Linked DNA regions of Mus musculus: regions 1 and 2 are each linked to region 3. The links are chromatin contacts, called in public promoter capture Hi-C maps. All regions are on one chromosome and are shown on one strand. The core of a region is the stretch at or near the end of the contact, and the rest is flanking DNA. Distances in the headings are between cores, read along the strand shown.

The links. Promoter capture Hi-C pulls out the DNA fragments that hold promoters and counts their contacts.
Region 1: a contact with region 3 is called in a promoter capture Hi-C map of pre-B cells, with 2.6 times the contacts expected there. The contact joins the promoter of Actr5 here to the promoter of Tti1 in region 3. A contact is called at or near these places in 1 of 39 promoter capture datasets (pre-B cells), 1 of 484 Hi-C or Micro-C datasets (regulatory T cells) and 1 of 9 other capture datasets (liver).
Region 2: a contact with region 3 is called in a promoter capture Hi-C map of embryonic stem cells, with 2.9 times the contacts expected there. The contact joins the enhancer-like site here to the promoter of Tti1 in region 3. A contact is called at or near these places in 2 of 39 promoter capture datasets (embryonic stem cells and liver) and 1 of 484 Hi-C or Micro-C datasets (embryonic stem cells).

The regions. Positions count from the first base shown.
Region 1 is chr2:158,623,592-158,626,508 of GRCm38.p6, forward strand. Actr5 (ARP5 actin-related protein 5) reads left to right here and starts at 1,322. Exons shown (of 9, transcript NM_175419.4): 1 at 1,322-1,925; 2 at 2,736-2,917. The coding sequence starts at 1,551.
Region 2 is chr2:157,456,048-157,459,211 of GRCm38.p6, forward strand. It overlaps Src (Rous sarcoma oncogene), which reads left to right. Exons shown (of 15, transcript NM_009271.3): 4 at 1,030-1,284; 5 at 2,487-2,586; 6 at 2,796-2,813. The coding sequence starts at 1,038. Among named protein-coding and RNA genes, the nearest start is that of Src, 33 kb to the left of the region's middle. Within about 2 kb of position 1,559, at least 170 of the 459 cell types and tissues checked have an H3K27ac peak or open chromatin away from gene starts, as enhancers often do. A contact at or near this core is called in embryonic stem cells, where this site is marked.
Region 3 is chr2:158,027,034-158,030,099 of GRCm38.p6, forward strand. Tti1 (TELO2 interacting protein 1) reads right to left here and starts at 1,401. Exons shown (of 8, transcript NM_029282.2): 1 at 1,341-1,401. Rprd1b (regulation of nuclear pre-mRNA domain containing 1B) reads left to right here and starts at 1,464. Exons shown (of 7, transcript NM_001291134.1): 1 at 1,464-2,012. The coding sequence starts at 1,862.

The DNA.
Region 1 (2,917 bases), core at 72-2,571, 600 kb after region 3:
CTGCCTCCTGAGGGCTGGGATTAAAGGCGTGCGCCACCAAGGCCGGCTTTTTTTTTTTTTTTTTTGCCACTTTTCTTAAAACGTCATGTAAATAAACCAGCCTTCAAAGTGCAGGGCTAAAGCTTAAAAGAAGAAAGAAAATACAGCAATCAAGAAAACAGAAAACTTGAGTTGTCGTGGCGTGCTTGGGGAAAGAGGAAAGAGAAAAAAAAAACAATGCTGGAGTGGTGATCAGGGTGTCTAAGCCCCAAACAACAGCTGCAAGCTGGGTGGTGGGTGGGAGAGGGGAGGATGGTCAGCAGGCTTTCAGGGCAATCTTATCGGGTGGAGCCGTCCTGGTAGGAATTCAGTCAAATGTTCAATCAGGCAATGGATAAAATGAAGACACTTAATCCAGTCTCAAAAAAATTATCTCCCACTTGATCCAGTCTCAAAAAAATTATCTCCCATATCCTCTTCTGTATTCCAGAAGCTTTTATAGAATGCACTCCAAAACAAGGGGTAAACTGGTGTGTCTGTGTGTGTATCTGTGTGTGTGTGTGTGTGTGTGTGTGTGTGTGTGTGTGTGAGATGTCAATAACCCTAATACATAAAAGGCTGGAACAGGAGGATGGCTGAGAGTTGAAGGCCAGCATGAGATACAACGACATGATTAAAAACAAAAACAAAGACAAAACCAAAAACAAAGCAGGGCAGTGGTGGCACACGCCTTTAATCCCAGCACTTGGGAGGCAGAGGCAGGCGGATTTCTGAGTTCGAGGCCAGCCTGGTCTACAGAGTAAGTTCAAGATAACCAGAACTACACAGAGAAACCCTGTCTCAAAAAAGCAAACCAAACAAAACAAAACAAAAAGTGAAATATTCAATCTTAAGTAGACAGCTTGATGAATTTTTACAAACTCACTAAATATTCATTTTAGCTGCCACTCCCAGAAACTGAAGTTAGTAGTACCTCAGAGTTTGGAGTTTGACTGGGCCCTTGAGGGCCCTGAGTTCCATCCCTGGAACCTATTGGGTGAAGAGAACAGGCATCTTGGCACGCTCCCACACCCATCACGCAATAAATAAACAAATGAACAGAAAAAGAAGTCAAAGGGGAAGGAGATTAGCTTAACACGGTCACAAAACTAAGGGCTAGATCTGCAAGGCTATGCAGACAGAGACCAAGGGAGAGTAAGGGGACAGGGAGGGGCGGAGTCCAGCCCAGTGTGGGTGGAGCCTTTGGTCCCTTAGTTAGAGCAAGGGGCGTGGCTACGCCTCCATGTTCGGAGCTGGGGGCGGGGCTCGTGGACAGCCAGTTAGCGCGAAGAGGCGTGGCCACAAGGAGGCTGTTGCGGACAAGCTGGAGCTACGGTTGGACTTGAGGCCTGGATCAGCGGGGAATAGAAACCCACAGAAAGTTCTGGAGCGCCAGGCGGGAATCAGGTGCTGAAACCAGCGAGTCCTCCCGTAAGGAGGAGGCTTCCGGACGCTTCGGGGCCCAGAGACTCAGACGCGGCCCGGGGTTTCGTGACGCACTCGGCTTCGGGGCGGGACCGGCGCTGGCCAAGATGGAGGCCAACGTGTTCCGCTTCCGAGATGCCCGCTCTGCTCCGGATCCCGTGCTCGAAGCCGGGCCGGTGGCCTTCGGGTCGCAGCCGGTGCCTCTGGTGCTGGACAACGGGTCGTTCCAGGCTCGGGCCGGGTGGGCGTGCCCCGGGCCGGACCCCGGTCCCGAGCCTCGCCTGCAGTTCCGCGCCGTGTGTGCGCGCGGCCGCGGCGGGGCGCGCGGCGGGCCGGGGCCGCAGGTGGGCAACGCGCTGGGAAGCCTGGAGCCTCTGCGCTGGATGCTGCGCTCGCCCTTCGATCGCAACGTCCCGGTCAACCTGGAACTGCAGGAACTGCTGCTGGACTACAGCTTCCAGCACCTCGGCGTCTCCTCGCAGGTGAGGGCCTGCCGGGCAGGGCGCGCTCGGCTTCAGCCGTCATGCCAGGCAGTAGGGTATTGAACACAAGTTCGTCAGCCTTGTGCTAGGAGCTAAGGGTACACCACGAAGTCTTTATCTTCCAGAGGATGGGCTGTCTCAGGCACAAGGGTCCAGTTTGCAATAGTCCAAGTGAGATGAGTTTTACCAGCACCAGTCCGATCCTGGAAGTATTTTGAAGATAAAACCAACGGGGTTTATCAGTTAACAGTTTAGCCAAAGCTTGACTTAATAAACTTAAAATGAACCGGGCATGGGTTCACGGCCCTTTAATCCGGGCACTCGGTAGGCAGAAGCAGGCAGATGTTTGTGAGTTCAAGGCCAGCCAGGGCTACACAGAGAAACCTTATCTTAAAAAAACAAAAAACCAACAGACAGACAGACCTACGAAAAGCTTAAATTGATCATGTTATTTTGGCTTCCCAAAATAATCTCCAATAGAGATGAAATGTATTCTTTAAAATGGCCCGTGAGCACCTTTTAAAAGATGTATTATTTCAAAGTTATATGTGTGAGAATGTGTACAAGAGTGTAGGTGCCTTAGGCAGGTGATCTTCTGTGACTGGAGTCAGAGATTAGGTGCTGGGAAACAGAGTTGGGTTCTAATGTGTTCTCTCTAGTCCTCGTGTCTGGCCTTGAGTGTCTCCCTCCACGACCTCGTGTTTTAAATTAGAGTTCAAAAGTAAATTCTGTCCTGCGTAAGGATTTGGGGTTATTTTTGCATTTCATGCATGCTTCCGTTTGTCTCTTTGTGCTTGTCTTTCAAAGTAGGGCTGCGTTGATCATCCCATAGTTCTGACAGAGGCTGTGTGTAACCCCCTCTACTCCCGTCAAATGATGTCGGAGCTCCTTTTCGAATGCTACAGGATCCCGAAGGTTGCCTATGGGATAGACAGCCTCTTCAGCTTCTACCACAACGTGCCCAAGAATGCCCTTTCCAGCGGCCTCATCAT
Region 2 (3,164 bases), core at 309-2,808, 570 kb before region 3:
AATTTGAGGACCCCTTCCTAAAGGATGTGACTTGAAGTTTCTCTTCCTTCCTTCCTTCCTTCCTTCCTTCCTTCCTTCCTTCCTTCCTTCCTTCCTTTCTTTCTTTTTCTTTCTTTCTTTCTTTCTTTCTTTCTTTCTTTCTTTCTTCCTTCCTTCCTTCCTCTCTTCCTCTCTTCCTCCCTTCCTCCCTTCCTCCCTTCCTCCCTTCCTCCCTTCCTCCCTCCCTCCCTCCCTCTTTCTTTCTTTCTTTCTTTCTTTCTTTCTTTCTTTCTTTCTTTCTTTCTTTCTTGATTTATATGTAAGTAAGTACACTGTAGCTGTCCTCAGACATCAGGAAAAGGAATCAGGTCTCGTTACAGATGGTTGTGAGCCACCATGTGATTGCTGGAATTTGAACTCAGGACCTCTGGAAAGGCAGTCAGTGCTCTTAACTGCTGAGCCACCTCTCCAGCCCCAGTCCACCTCTTTTCACCATGTGGGTCCTGGGGATTGAACTGAGGTCAGCAGTGTCTGTGACAGGTGCCTTTACCTGTGTAGCCATCTGCCTGACCCAGGAAGTAACTTTGAGCTGACAGCTGAAGGAAACTGAGTTGGGAGGTGAAGCTGTCAGGGAATAGTGTTTGCAAAGGTCCTGTGACCAGGAGGCCTGGCCATCCCTTCTTCAAGCCACCGTACTGTACTGCACCTTCCCCCAGTGTTAGACGACTTGTCAGGCATGGATTCATTCAGCAATCCTTAAATGAGCCCCTCCTATGTGCTGGGGACATAGATATGACTCAAGTGTCCCTGCCTAAGAAAGACTGAAACTGACTTTGGGTCCAGCAGTCAGGACTTTGGACTGGTATGTCTTCTCTCCATAGCTGTGTCCTAAGGTGCCAGCAATTCATTTGACAGGTGTAATGAGACGAGTCCTCCCAGGGTGGCTAGTCCCCTTCTTAGGACCTCAGTTTCCCTATCCGATAAGTGGGTGGGGTGGCTTGTCTCCTCCCAGAGGCTCTCCTCTACCTCGGGGATTTCTGTCGCCCCTAGCCAGGACCATGGGCAGCAACAAGAGCAAGCCCAAGGACGCCAGCCAGCGGCGCCGCAGCCTGGAGCCCTCGGAAAACGTGCACGGGGCAGGGGGCGCCTTCCCGGCCTCACAGACACCGAGCAAGCCCGCCTCCGCCGACGGCCACCGCGGGCCCAGCGCCGCCTTCGTGCCGCCCGCGGCCGAGCCCAAGCTCTTCGGAGGCTTCAACTCCTCGGACACCGTCACCTCCCCGCAGAGGGCGGGGCCTCTGGCAGGTCAGCCCTCCCCCTTGCTGTGTGTCCCTGAGCTGTGGTGCACCCTCTCTGGGTTCTGGGGACTCGGTTTTCCCGAGGCTGCGAATGGGGAAGGATTCGTAAACTGGAAAGCGGGGCTCCTGGCGCTTTCGGGCTCCCAGGTTCAGAGTATATAACGGGTTCTGAAGGAGAGGGTTGTAGGGGAGGGGACCCTGAGGCCCTCAGGGGATGGACCGCCACGGACTAGCTGCCGCCTCCGCCCAGCCTTTGTTCCTGGCTCTGCTGTGCGATGGCCCGAGTGCGCCCCTGCGCCCTCTGCTGGCGCTGTGTGGTGCGGCAGCCCTGCCGCCCAGGAGCTGAGCGGGGTGACTCACGCTCCTGCATGCATGGCTACACACCCACACGTGCAAATCCCACACTCTGACGGAGCCATACTCACGGCTGCACGCCCATGCGTGCAAATCCCACGCTCAGACAGAGCCACACGCATGGCTGCACACCTACACGTACAAATCCCACCCAGACTCAACCATGTTATATGCCCACATTGGGCATGAACCCACACTGAGTGGAGACACCAACAATTCCTAGAGACACCTGGGCCAGAGCACACACAGATACAGGTGTGCATACAACCTCGCCCCCTCAGATGGGCCTGTCTACCATCTTGCATGCAGAATGCAGACACGGGATGTAGGGGTTCCCAGCTCCACATCCCACCACAGGAACTTGGTTGTGGTGAGACCTTTGGACGGGCAGCCCACTTCCCGCCATGCAGCCACACACCCATTCGATCATTTGAGAAGCATTTGTGGAGCCTCGGGCAACCGAGGGTGGGATGCAGGATTCCACGGAGCAGCTGTGGGTGAGGGGAGAATCAGGGGAAGGGTCCTGAAACTTGGACCAGAAACCTCGAGCTGCCAGGCACACACACAGGCAGAGTCCCTTAAGTGTGGGGCTTGGGGCATCTTCTGTGTGCTGCCCCTGAGTGCAGAGCAAGGGAGCCTGATCTCGGGGGGGGGGGGGGACAGGGACGGGGGGGACGGGGACGGGGACGGGACTTCTGCTTGTGTCAATAGACTCATTAGATAAGGAACACCTAGTCTGCAGCCCAGCAGGAAGGCACAGCGTACTTAGCTTCCTCCCAGGGACAGGCTGGTGAGTGAGAACGGCGCCTGACCCAGCCCCTGCAGGGTTCTGACACCTCTCATCCTTCTCTGCAGGTGGGGTGACCACCTTTGTGGCCCTCTATGACTATGAGTCACGGACAGAGACTGACCTGTCCTTCAAGAAAGGGGAGCGGCTGCAGATTGTCAATAACACGTGAGTGGCCTGGCGGGGACTGCACTGGGAGCGTGGGTCTGTCTTACCGAGAGCTGCCGGCAGAGGGCGGTGCAGAGCCTACAGGGCTGCTTCTGCTCTTGGTGGGTGGCGGCCCTCCCTAGACCCCAACCAGTATCCTCCCTTGTCCTGGGCCCTGTCTTCGCACCTCAGCCTCTCCTTCTCTCTGCTTCTCTCTCGCTGGCCCTTAGGAGGAAGGTGGATGTCAGGTGTGTACCGAGGCCAGGTAGAGGGGGATGCTTCGCTGAGGCTGGGGGCTGCTCTCTGCATGTGCTTCCTCCACCGCCCCTGTGTGTTTCCAGCTCTCTCCCCGTCCCTTTAGCTTACCCTGCATCCCACCTGTATGAGCCGACCCTCCATCTTCTCCCCACACCTTCCTGTTAGCTCTCTTCCTCCCTGTTCTGATTTGTGATTCCACATTGGGTGCCAGCTACATGCAGGACCCAGTGTATTCTGTAGGCCAGGGAGGGAGGCAGTGTGGTGGGGAGTGGGTTACACCAGACCAGGTCAGGGGTGGATAGAAGCAGGCCGGGGTCCCTGCAAGATGTCCCCGGGAGAGG
Region 3 (3,066 bases), core at 151-2,650:
GACTGAGTCAGGCCTTGACTGAATTCTAGTTTTGCCATTTCCTGGCTATGCCCAAGCAGCTCTGGACAGGTAACTCACTCGAATCTCATGTGTTCTCATTATCAAATGGTGATAGCAATCCCCGTGCCAGAGCACTGTTGTTAAGGACTGACATTTAAAATAGTAACATCTGGATACATAGACTTAGTACAAAGGGTACTCAGAACATGAGTTACTCAGTACTCAGCAACTATTTAGATGAGGTCTCAAAAGCCCGAGCTTTTTTGTAAGGTGGGGTCTTAAAAGCTGGTCTGGAATTTACTGCACAGACCAAGCTGGCCTGGAACCCTCAGGAGAACCACCTGCCTCTGCCTCCCTATATCATTATAAGGTGTTGACTTGTGCGTTAATTCAATCAGCTATGAATTCAGCTTTGATTCCAGATGCTGGGACACACTTAGATACACTCTCTTCATTCAGATCTTAGCTCTGTGAGCTTGAAACTTATGTGATCACCACACCTCTGTAACCTGTTTCCTCAGTTGTTAAACCGTGAGACGATAACACTTACCTCATAGCTTTGAAAAGTGTCTAGCACATAGAAACTTCTCAACTACACTAGCTATGATCATGATGCACTCCAGGTGAAGAAGGGTCAAAGCATGTATATTAGGGACAGAGAAGTTAAGAAAACCAGGCATCAACTATAGGAATGTCTTTTAGGCTGGGAGGGGACTCACATCTAATAAGTTCAACAACGTCAGGGAGTTGTAGGTATGTGTGTTGGGGGGGGGGTGCACGCACAGAGGACGTCAGGTGTCCCGCTCAATCACTCTCCAGCTTATTCTTTTGAGACTGAGTCTTTCACTGAACCTGGAGTTAAGCAGGCATCTAGCAAGCTCCGGCGATCTTCCTGTCTCAGCCCCAGAACACTGAAGTTACAGACCTGGCCCACCAACTTGGGCTTTTTAATGATGGGAACACAAATCCTCATTCTTGCATAGCAAGCACTTGGAGCCATCACACCCCTCCAAAAAAAAAGTTGTGTGTGTGTGGGGCCAGACTCAGTAGAGGTCAGTAGACGGCGCAGTTCCACCAGGTGAGAAAAGGGGTATCACTTCGGAAGTCAGAACAGGAACCAAAGTGGGGAGCCCTGCCAAGAGTTCGTGTCTTTAAAGGAACTAGAGGAGCGCTGGGGAGAGGGGCCCAGGCACGGAGGGAGGTGTGGCCTAGGCCAGCCACCAAAGCGACGCGGCCCTTCCCACACCCAGCTCCCGCGCTTCCTGCCTCAGTGTGTCCTAAGGATTCGTTTCTGGACGCTCCTAAGCGGCTGGGCTCCCTTACACTCCCGCCACTCTTACCTCGTCTTCCAGTCTTTCCCTCACTCTCCCGCCTCCTGCACCCTAGGCGGAAATGACGACTAAGTAGTGCGTCGCGCCGCGCCAGAAAGGTTCTGCGGAGCGGGAAAAAGGGTTCCGGTGAGGCTCACTGCGCCGGCGCGCGGGCGCGAGCGGTTAAAGCGCATTTTCGGTGTTCGAGGACCTGGATTTGTTCCCTCGGCCTGGCCGGCTAGAAGTCAGGGACCAAGGATACTGCCGCCTCCTAAGGATCGTTTTCCTCCGGCTCCGAAGCCTCTCGGCGCCCGGCTGTGGCCCTTGCCCTTTGACCCCCGTGGCGGCGGGGTGAGAGGTCGGGTGGCCATCTTGTGGCGGCGGCGCGGGCGGCTGTTACTGCGGAGACCTGTCCCCTCCCCCCACCTGGTACCCCGAGCTGTCTGTCAGTCGGCGGAGAGCCCTGCAGCCTGTCAGCGGAGGCCTGGGCCGAGTGCGGTCGCTTTCCCCGTCTCATCGGGCGGCCCGGGCTGCTCCCCACCACCGCCACCATGTCCTCCTTCTCAGAATCGGCGCTGGAAAAGAAGCTCTCAGAGCTGAGCAACTCTCAGCAGAGCGTGCAGACCCTCTCCCTGTGGCTCATCCACCACCGCAAGCACGCAGGACCCATCGTCTCCGTGTGGCACCGCGAGCTCCGCAAAGGTGATCACCCGCACCCCGGCTCTCCCATGGCTGTGTTCCCTCATCCACTCTCCCGCAGCCCTGTGGCTTCTTAAGCCTTGTTTTGCAGGCCTGGGGCTCTGATGGAGGGTCTGAGGTTGGAAACGGTGTTATTTTATGACTTGGAGAGGGAAACTGAGGCCCGGTAAGGTATGGGAGATTCGTCTGAAGTTCCAAGGGCGCAAATGCCCAGACTTGAAGTTACTCAGCTCCTTCCCTCATCAGGCTTCCCCCTCACACCTTACGACAGTTGTTTTTGTTTTTGTTTTAAATCGTGGCTGTGTTTGGAGCTGGGAGCCCCGTGTTGGGCAATTGGAATACGATCCAGCCGTCTCTGGTCAGACTGCCCACATTAAGACCTGGTGCAAACGTGTTCTAGCTAAGTGATCCTGGGAACGTTTCTTCATATCCTTGTGCCGGTGTATTCTAATCTGTAAAACGGATACAAACTTACCTGTACTTCCAAAGCCTTGACTCCGTGTTAGTTACTATCCATAGACTTGAGAACAGGATGGTAAATTGGGTAGCCTTCTGCCCTTGCCACTAAATTCAGACTCTCACGATATTCCCCGAGCGCTACCTGTTTCTTGCCAGGCCCGGTGTTGGATGCAAGTTGTTTCTGGCTACTGTCTGGAAGTTAAGTCTATCTGTCACTGAACCCAACAGTTTAACCTCTATGTCCTTTATTCCTTATATAGAAAATGGAGATGATGGTAGTTTATGTTATTGTGGCTTTATTATGTGCTGCTATCTTTATGCGGGTTGCTTTTGTTTTTGCTTTGGGACAGAACCTTTAGCCTTTACAGGTCTGGATCTCCCTATGTAGACCAGGCTGGCCTCGAACTCAGACCCGCCTGTTTCTGCCTCCCAAATGCTGGGATTAGTGACTTGTGCCACCATACTGGATGGTTCTTTGTTTTTTTTTTGTTTGCTTGTTTTTTGTTTTGTTTTGTTTTTTTAAATTCTTGGGTTTTTTTTTTTTGAAGTAGGAATTTTACAGATGGGGAAAACACAGGGCTCAACAAAGCCGATTCTG